Regions from separate parts of the Danio rerio genome. Here region 2 is linked to region 1. Evidence: chromatin contacts called from public Micro-C data. All regions are on one chromosome and are shown on one strand. Each heading gives the region's core, a stretch centred on a gene start, on an enhancer-like site or on the middle of the called end of the contact. The rest is flanking DNA. Distances are from core to core; before and after follow the strand shown.

Region 1 (4,957 bases), core at 1,696-4,195:
ATTCCGGAAGAGCGCACAAACCTGCAACCGTGACAGTTACGTTGTACTACAGTTGACTAGCCCTATATGGCACTCTAAATCCTCTTAGTAAAACTGTTTTGACTGAAGGATTGTGAAGCACACAAATTTTAGATAAATCGATTACAAAAACATTTTTATGCTCGATTGAATTAGTGTTGGACTTTGGAAATATCATGCATGGTTTTGGGCCGCCGATCGAGGGGTGAAATTACGGGAGTTTTCTGTGGGAAATAACAAAACAGGAGAGTGGTGGGAGACGCGTCTGAAATATGGGAGACTCCTGGGGAAAAATGGAAGTGTTGGCAGGTATGGTATGTGAATAATGAAAAATAATAAACTCTGACGAAGCAAACATTAAACATTAAACCCAAATGACTAATCAGCTGTCTCCATTATATTTGTTTTGTTTACTTCTGGTTACTACAAATACTATAGTCAACTGCTTTAGCAACTTGAAGAAAAAACAGCTAAACTCCCTTTGGGAAATGTTTATTTATTTGCGAACTTTAAAAAAATTCACTTCACATTAAGATGCTACAGGATTGGCCAGGCCAGTCACCAGGTCTGAACATTATTGAGTATGTCTGGGATAAGAGTCATATTTTTTCTATAGCACTTTTCAATGTAGAGTGTGTCAAAGCAGCTTAACATAGAAGTTCTAGTAAATTGAAACTGTGTCAGTCTAGTTTTCAGAGTTGAAGTTCAGTTCAGTGTGGTTTAAATTTCACTGCTGGAAGTCCAAACACTGAAGAGAAAATCCATCGATGCACAGCTCCACAAGTCAAACTAGGTTGGAAAGCTGGCTTATGTGGTCATAACAGAAGTGAACATTGAGGGTGCATGGCAGCCACAAACAGGAAAGCACCCTTTTGAAAGCTAAAATGTCGAATGGGATTCTTTACAGTCTTGTAGACATGACATGCGTATGTGGTGGCCGTGATTGCAAATGTGTGATGTTTTGTTTAGAAAAAAATATGTACTGGTCATACATTTTCTTAAACAACTGTAAGCATTATTTAAAAAGTACAGAGTAATAAATTTCATTAAAACATATTTGAAGAAGTGATTTATTATTTACCTCAAACTTTCCCCACTATTCTTCATAAGGAGTCCAACAAATTAAATGCTTCATTTAACAAAACATTTATGATTGATGCTCTTTCTTTAATAATTGTAGAAACAAAGGTTTAAAATTTTGAATTAAATAAAATCAAATCCATTGTTTTGCTAAATGATTAATAAGGTGTAAAAATATCAGTCATGCACACAATATTAAAAATACCTTTTTTATTTATTAAATGCAATTTATAAACAACAAACTACTATTAAATGAGGTAAAAATACAGCAGACACTTTAATCATTTCTATCCTAACTTTTATTTTAACTTTTTAAGCATTAAATAAATAATAATAATAATAATAATAATAATAATAATAAAATTAACTGAATTGAAACTGAGACCGCCTGAAATTATGTCTAAGGTTATGAAAATAATTTCTAGAAAAATGTATTTGAGGTGTTTGAAAGTTTGAAAGAAAGGCTTAAATATCTCATTTATTAAAATGGAGAGGTCTGCCACTAGGGGGCTCTGAAAATGTTGTAGCTATAATTTTATTAAATACCTGGTTTCAGAAAATACTTGCTGAAATTGTGTACCTTTCTGCATTTTTATATGCACTTTGAACCACTGTTTTATAACACAAAAACTTTTTTTTTTTAACTCTGCTATTATTTACTCAGCCTTCACATAATGTTCAAAAACTATTTGAGTTTTTTCTTCTGTTAAACACTAAAGATATTTTGAAAATGCTGGTTGCCCCGACCCATTGACTTCTTTAGTACCCAGCAAACAATTTTGTCTTTAATAGACGTCTAGACATTTCAACGTACAGTACAGCTTGGCTAAAACAAAGCTAATCTTGGGCTGTCAGTGAAAATCTAATAGCCGTCTAAGAAAAGCCCAACACTGGCCTAGTCGTCAAATAGACAGATTAGACAGACTTTACATGTGTAGTCATTCATTTCTGTTTATTTGATGACTAGTCTAGTTTTGGCATATTCTTAGACATCTGTTAGATTTTCACTGACAGCCCAAATTTAGCCTTGTTTTAGCCAAGACGACTATGTTTAGAAGTCTATTGAACATCTATTAGACATCTTTTAAGAACAAAAAAATAATAATAATAAATGCTTGCTGGGTATTTTTCTTCCTACTATGAAAGTTGATAGGTGCCAGCAAGCAGCATTCTTCAAAATATCTTCTCTTGTGGTCAACAGAAGAAAGAATGAGAATGAGATGAGGTCATTTTCTCTTGTTTTGAGTGAACTGTCCTTATAACAGAATTTCCCCCAACTTAGTTTTACTGATAATGATGTCTTTTTTTGTTTTAAATATTGTCTTTGTGTGTAATTATAATTGTTTCATGACTCCAAGGCAGCATCATCTTATCTAGATTTAACATGTATCATGTAGCTTCTCTCTAATGTGTGTTGTTCTGCAATGAGAAATTTGCCCAAGCTAAAGTCATGTATGAGTAATTTTATTTACAAGTAGTAGCAGATGGCAAGGAATGCATTCGGCAAGCGAGTCTGTTCTCCTTCACCTGTTCCCTGTCAAGGTTCTGTAGCAGAGCCACTGCCAGTCACACGGAGCATATGGCCACCGCTCGAACTTTAATTACCCAATAAACCCTAGAAATACAACTCTAGAAATGCCAGGCTGCTGATGTTCTGGGTGTCTCCCGTGTTATTTCAACTCGTCATTTCTGACACGATGCTGGATTCGCCACACGAGCAGTCCCGCAGCTTGGTCTGCATGGTGCAAACTCGCTGTGATCCAGTGGTATTTTCAAAAACAGCCGTGAGCTGTGAGAGAGGATGAAGAGCAATAGTGGGGAGCTGAAAATGAAAAGTGCATGGGCGGGATTTGGGGAATTGCTTTTTGGTCCTGATTGTCAGCAACAGAGGAGAGTTGACTTTCTAACATGACAGCTTTGAAGTTTAGAAGCGTGTCCTGGAGCGAGTTGAGTCCTGTGTCTCGACCCTCACCTTAGTGGTGCTTTTAATTAGCGTCTTAACAGTGAGTCATGGTGGGCTCACACTCTGCACTGCTCTGCAGGTGTCCGACACCTAAAACATCGCCCCCTGCTGGCAGACTGTCTTTCCTACATGACTGTTTTCTCTTAAGTCTCAGGAGTTTCCTTCAATTCTCAGACTGCTAGAGGTTGACTGAGTCTTTATATCATGTCTTTTTTTCATGTTTACTTTTTGTCCTCTGTGAAAACCGCAAATTAGATCTGCTTTGATATTGCAGTTGTTTATTTTAGAAAAAACAAGTAATTGTAAAGAAATTAATTTGTGCTCATTGTAATCTTGGGTTTTCTTGTTTGAAATTTGTTTATAATTTACCCAGGACTTACAGTTTATTCTGGGTATAAGTCACTATATAACATATAAAATGCATACACAAATAATAATGATAATACTAATTTTAAAGACAGCACACACCAAACATCATATTTGGTGGCGAGTGGCGACATACAATGGGTGACACGTTAAAGCGATCATTAGTGCCGCGACTTGTACCGCTGCCGCACTAAAGGAGTAAGAATGTGTTTTTAGGTATAACCGCAGTGTGTGACTGTGCCGCCAGGGGGCACAAAAGGACAAATTTGTAGGGATAGAAATACATAGTAGCTGTAAACACTCTGCTTCTTGTAAATGAAGATGAAACAGTGAAACAAAGCATCATAATTTCTTCATTAATGATAAAAAATTTGTTAACATGCTTTAATATCATTGTAAACTTGCTAAAGTGAAATGAAGATTTATTTTGGAAAGTAAAATTAAAGAAATAAAAGACAACTAAAATTAAAGTAAAAACATACTTACAAATAATTAGGCCTAAATAAATAAATACATGAATAAATAAATAAATAAATAAATAAATAAATAAATAAATAAATAAATAAATAAATAAATAAATGAATGAATGAATGAATGAATGAATGAATAAATAAATAAATAAAGAAGTGTTTTAGTCTAAATCTAGAGAGATGTACAGTGTTTGTTATTTTAAAGTGAGAGGACTAAGACAGTCAATAAAAAGGCTTTTTAATTCAAGTTATCATTTACATTTTTATTGTTGATTATATTTTACACATTTTATGTCTCAATTATTGCACATAGATAATAAATTAATATTTGAATAGGTCTACATAATTATTAATTTAAAACATTACCAGCAAAAAATTGAGAAACAATTCAGTACATGGTCTAAAGAGCTTTTTGAATGCTACTTCATCAAAACCCTAAAAATAAATTGACCTACCTCAAGCATATCACTAAAATTATAATGACAATCATTTTGATGTCATTATGAGTTTGAACGAAAAGTAACCATTAGGGATGTTATGATTCACCATGAGCCAGTTGAAAATTGATTTAAATATGTGATGATTCAAATCTGTACAAATGTTAAATGAACCGCAAAACATGTTTTGAACAAAGAGGGCGCTGTGTTCACAGGCGCAAGCTCGCTTTACCTACACATCAATGCACAAGAGGTGGGTTGGTGAAGTAAAATGACAGCCGTGAGATGTGCCAGACAAAACACAAACTGTATGCAAACAATGCAAAAATACATTTACTTACACTAACAGAACAACAAATATAACGCAGCACTGTGAAAAGCTACTGTCGAAGACGTCTATATGCAAAAGCTATTAATAGGCCAAACCGTGTGGACCGGATGATTTGCAGGTCTGATTGCTCTGACGAGTGCTAACATTACGAAGATCACACAGTGCATCAGTGTTTTCATAGCGAAAATGTAAAGATTATTTTCAGGGTGAAAGAGAAAGCTGTGCTGTTACAGAACCATGTATTAGATTGTTCCTTTTATACCCTCTTTTTGTCAATCAAGTTTATGCATAT
Region 2 (4,957 bases), core at 1,487-3,986, 100 kb before region 1:
CTGTCACTTGATCTACAGCTCTGGAGTTGGAATCCCCCGCTGTGAATATGTAATATTTAGACTGATTGTGAGAGAAAGAATGATAAAAAGGTTGTACTGTTTGCCACTGTGTGAAATTAAATTGGTATGAGAAACGTGAATGGATCAGCGTGGCTATCTGCGCCTGCCATCCCTGCTGGCTGACGGACATGGATGGACCTTGGACAGCTGAGGTCCGACTTGGCCCTGTTGCTTCTATTCATGGCTCAATAGGTAGCCCTTCCTTTGTGGAGGCTAAACAGATTAACACAAATCCATCCAACCTGTGGGACTGCATAGATAAGATGCTCTATAGCTTGTTGGCCTCATAATGGCTATTGTTAGAGAACTGGAAACCTACAGCACAAATGTGTGGCTGGTTTTAGTGGCTTGAATTTGCATAGAAAGGGAGTTGTTTCAATAGCAAATTTTTTAATGTTGCAAACTTTGGTTTTTGCATGACATAGGCAGATACTGTATATACAGCCTGCAGTTGTGGTTTTCAAGTAGGTGGAAAGGGCCCATTAAGGTCATGATATACTTCAAGCGAAATTTAATTGAAACTGGTTTGATGTAATTTCAAAAATATACACAGGCCAAGACAAAGTTCATTTGGAGTTCATTTCAGGAGGTTAAAACGTCATTCCTAAAGGTATTTCCGGAAAGAAATTTACAGACCACTGGACCATGACGATTATATAACGGAAGGTGTGGCTTTGAGACTCCACCTTCTTTTAAATGAAAACCATCTCTATTTTATTTCCTTCATTCAGTCTGTCAGGGTCAGATGCAAGTAAATGGATAACCATCAAAAAGCTATTTCTAAAAGTACCAATTCTATAGAAAGTGATACTGGCATCATATTCAAAACTGTAAAGCTGTTTGTTTTTGAGAGATCAAAGGAAGTGCTGTATAAATAAATGTCACTGTTTGTTTAAAAAAAGTCAATATTTAAATAATTTACATAGATTGTTTCACAGACAAGCACGCACACATCTCATTATTATTTTTAATATGGTTACGATATTAATAATAATAATAATAATTATTATTATTATATGAATTAAATTATTATTATTTTCTGTATTGTTTCAAAAGCTAATGTTAAATTAAAATACTGAGTCCCCAGGGTCTCATTGCACCTTTACCAAAACAGGCTCATTGTGGATACATACCCCTTTATATGTTCCTGGAGAGTGTGAATTATGTAGCCAGAGGTACGTATGGCTGCATTTATGTTTTTAAAACAAACCGTTCGGGGTGGTATGACACCGCCAACAATTTCTGTTCCTTTTAGCGCAACCAGCTGACCGCTTACATCCATATGAATGACTTTACCAGTTTCCCCAGTATCTCACCTCATACACTAATGGACTTTGGACACGGGGCTGAGATGACTGCGACAAAAGCAAACACAAAATAATAATAAAATAAACAACGGGGGCGATGAGGTGGTGCAGTGGGTAGCACATTTGCATGACAGCGAGAAGGTTGCTGGTTCGAGCCTCGGCTGTGTCAGTTGGTGTTTCTGTGTGGAGTTTGCATGTTCTCTCTGTGTTCGTGTGGGTTTTCTCTGGGTGCTTCGGTTTCCCCCATAAGTCCAAAGACAAAGACACTCACGTACAGGTGAATTGGGTTGGCTAAATTGTATGTGTAAATGAGAGTGTATGGATGTTTCCCAGCGATGGGTTGCAGCTGGAAGGGCATCCGCTGCATGAAAGTGCTGAATAAGTTGACTGTTCATTCCGCTGTGGCCATCCCGGATTAATAAAGGGACTAAGCCGAAAAGAAAATGAATGAATAAACAAAAATGTGGCTGAAAATGTGGTGTAGTCACGCAGCTGTGACTGCTTTTCTTTTTCTAGATTGCTTTAGAAAACACTATTGGTTGGGTTTCGGGACAGGGTGGGTGAGTCAGTCGATCAGTCGCTCAGTCAGTCGAAAGCAAGCTGGCCTATTTGGCTGAAGTGTATATTGCGCCCTCTGGTGGATTTTCAAAAACTGTGAGCAGATGGCACGCTATGTATTTCGCTGTCCCCAAAAATGAAGACGTGGGTACTGAATTTAATTAAATAAACAGTTCAGCCCCAAACAAGTAATTAGCTGTTGATTTACTTATCCTTACTCCATCCAAATGTTGGTAACTTTTTTCACTTTCTTAATTGAAATTAAAGAAAAAAATCTCAAGTGTGGTCCAGTTATTTATATAATAATAATAATAATAATAATAATAATAATAATAATAATAATAATAATATGATTATCAAACATAAATTATACAGCTGTCATAAGTACATGATAACAGAAAATCAGATGGAGCTTAAACATGTGGTATGGGTTCAAAAGGTTCAGAAGTCTGGTTTGTTTCAGTAAATGCACACCCTACTTTTAAATGGCATTATTAATATAAATGGCATCATTAATTTCCCTCTGTTATAGAAGCTGCTTGTCTTCAGTAGTCAGGTTAAAGAGATTACGATGGTGAATCATAATGTATAGCTCGAGAACACCAGGTTGACCGGAGCTCCACTTCTCCAAAGCCCCGCATGGGGGCGTCGTTCGCACACTTTCAAGCACACTAGACTCGCACCGAGCGCCAGAAAGTGCGCTTGGAGAGAAAGAAACATCGCTTCGAACTGTTTATCCTGACGTCAGTTTGAACGGATCGCACTGCCCCCGTATCACTTCACGCGACTCTCAACTGAGCTTCGGCTGGATTTCGGGAATCGATGAACGGGAGCGAGTCCACAACTTCCCCGTTCAAACTACTGGAGCCACTGAAATGATTTCGACTTGTTTTCCCAACTGGACTAACAACGGAAAATGAATACCTGCGCCTTTCTCTTGATCCTGGCTGTTCAGATTCACGCCGACAGCGTAGAGGGACCAACAGGTAAAGTCCCGTTTATTTGGAGTTACACAAACTGCGCACTTACAAACTTGTGTGTGTGTTTTGAATATGTGAGAAGCATATGTTGTCTTGACAGCAGAAGGAGGCTGAGTTATACTTGGAGGAGCTGAACTTTTCTAATAAATGAAAGATGTGCGCTCGGTTGTCATAAAAACAGTGAAGATGTCACTAGAGGCTTGAAATGAAGTGTGCTTTGCTGTGGACTGTTATTTTGTACAGTTATGAGACGCCCTGTTTAAACATTCCGTCTGTCGTTAAGGTTCGATTCGTGGTATCGGTCTGTGTGTGTGTTGTTGTGGTGTATTTTGCATTGAAAACACAAGCATGGAAGTTGTTTGTTATAAACAAGAGCAGCCTTATCTGCAAAGCTTTAAATCAGAGGTCGAATAGCGAAACATTTGTGGCTGCACCAGACGTGCTTTAATATTATGCCATAAATTTGTCTTTTAAATAATGTAATCCTTATCAAAAAGATTTACAGCGAGTTGTGTTTAGAAGCGAATTCACACGTCACAACGAACAACTGATTTTAAAATGACTCATATTTTTACTTATCGTTCGACTAACGTATGTATTCAAAACCACAATATATTCCTCATACACTTTTCACAACAAGATACAACTTTTTATGCGTTTAAAAGGATAACTTACAGTGTGAAGTGTGTAGTATAGCTTGACCCGCTGTGATGTAACTGAATCCCTCATTCTGTAAACCGCTGATAAAATATCCGGTTGTGCTTCTGAATTATCACAGCTTGTTTATGAATTGGTCATACTAGTCTGAATACAGTTCAAAAGGCTCTTATGTTTTATCCAAATGTGTTTATCAGTTGAAGAACATACCTAATAACATAACAATAACATATTTCCACATTGAGTTTGGCGCCACTCTTCTGTGGTTTTTACTGTGTGAGGGAATGATGAGGTAATAGCCTTAAACGAGGTTGAGATGGTTTACTGGTTTTACCCAGTCAACGATGATCTGGTCATACTGGTGTTTTCCTGGTTTAACTGAGTGTAGAAACAAAATACTGAGAATGCTGGGAGAACAAATAACACCAGTTTAGGCTGATTGGTTGTTTAATAATTTGTTTATTGATTGATTGATTGATTGATTGATTGATTGATTGCCAGGAAATTTGCATTTGAAGAAAGAACATGTAAATAAATAAATCAGCTGCTAGTGGCATACTGGTTTTAGCTGGTTACATGTGTTCTCCTCATCTAGCTGGCCTCATCTAGCTGCATTTGTTTTTCATGTACAGGTATGTGCACAAAATCTGCCTTATCTGGGAGATCTACAACTTAGACTGGTTTGTTTATTATTTATTTATTGATTTATTTACTTTTGAAATTGTCATTAAATTTATATTTTAAATGAGAAAAGATTGAAACCTGTAATGAATACAAATAAATAAATCACCTGCTAGTGGCTTGCTGGTTTGTGCTTTCTTCATCTAGCTGGCTTTCGTTTGTTTTCCCTATACAAGCATAAATCTGCCTTATCTGGGAGATCCATACTCCATCTTAGGCTAGTTTGTTTATTTATTTATTTATTTATTTATTTATTTATTTATTTATTTATTTATTTATTTATTTATTTATTTATTTATTCAGTAAATTTACATTTAAATAAGAAAATGCACAAATGCTAGAACGAATACAAAAAATAAATAAATCACCTGCTAGTGGCTTGCTGGTTTTAGCTGCTTATATGTGCTCTCCTCAAAGCTGGCTTTCGTTTGTTTTCCCTGTATGTGCACAACATCTGCCATATCTGGGAGATCCACACTCCATCTTGGGCTGGTTTGTTTGTTTCTTTGCATTGCAATTTGAAGATGGGGACAATTCACATCTGAATTAATAAAAAGTCCAAATAGAAATTGTACATAATGAAATTAGCCATTTTTCCAAATTGTAATAATGCAGAAAAAAAAATCACATTACTGGTTTTTGTGATATCATTTTCATCTTAAAAAATAAATCTTGATAAACATTATGTTTATCATTTAAATGAAAATGCTAGTT

Evidence for each region. A called contact is a pair of places that touch in the nucleus more often than the background predicts.
Region 2: a contact with region 1 is called in a Micro-C map of caudal fin, with 12 times the contacts expected there. The contact joins the promoter of ptprub here to the enhancer-like site in region 1. A contact is called at or near these places in 2 of 18 Hi-C or Micro-C datasets (caudal fin and an unstated tissue).

What each region holds. Positions count from the first base shown.
Region 1 is chr16:38,482,694-38,487,650 of GRCz12tu, reverse strand. The region is part of intron 1 of ptprub (protein tyrosine phosphatase receptor type Ub); the gene reads left to right. Among named protein-coding and RNA genes, the nearest start is that of si:dkey-34d22.1, 100 kb to the left of the region's middle. Within about 2 kb of position 2,945, at least 5 of the 62 cell types and tissues checked have an H3K27ac peak or open chromatin away from gene starts, as enhancers often do.
Region 2 is chr16:38,584,323-38,589,279 of GRCz12tu, reverse strand. It overlaps ptprub (protein tyrosine phosphatase receptor type Ub), which reads left to right and starts at 2,736. Exons shown (of 29, transcript NM_001002299.2): 1 at 2,736-2,911. The coding sequence starts at 2,842. si:dkey-34d22.1 reads right to left here and starts at 3,848. Exons shown (of 15, transcript XM_073926276.1): 1 at 3,581-3,848.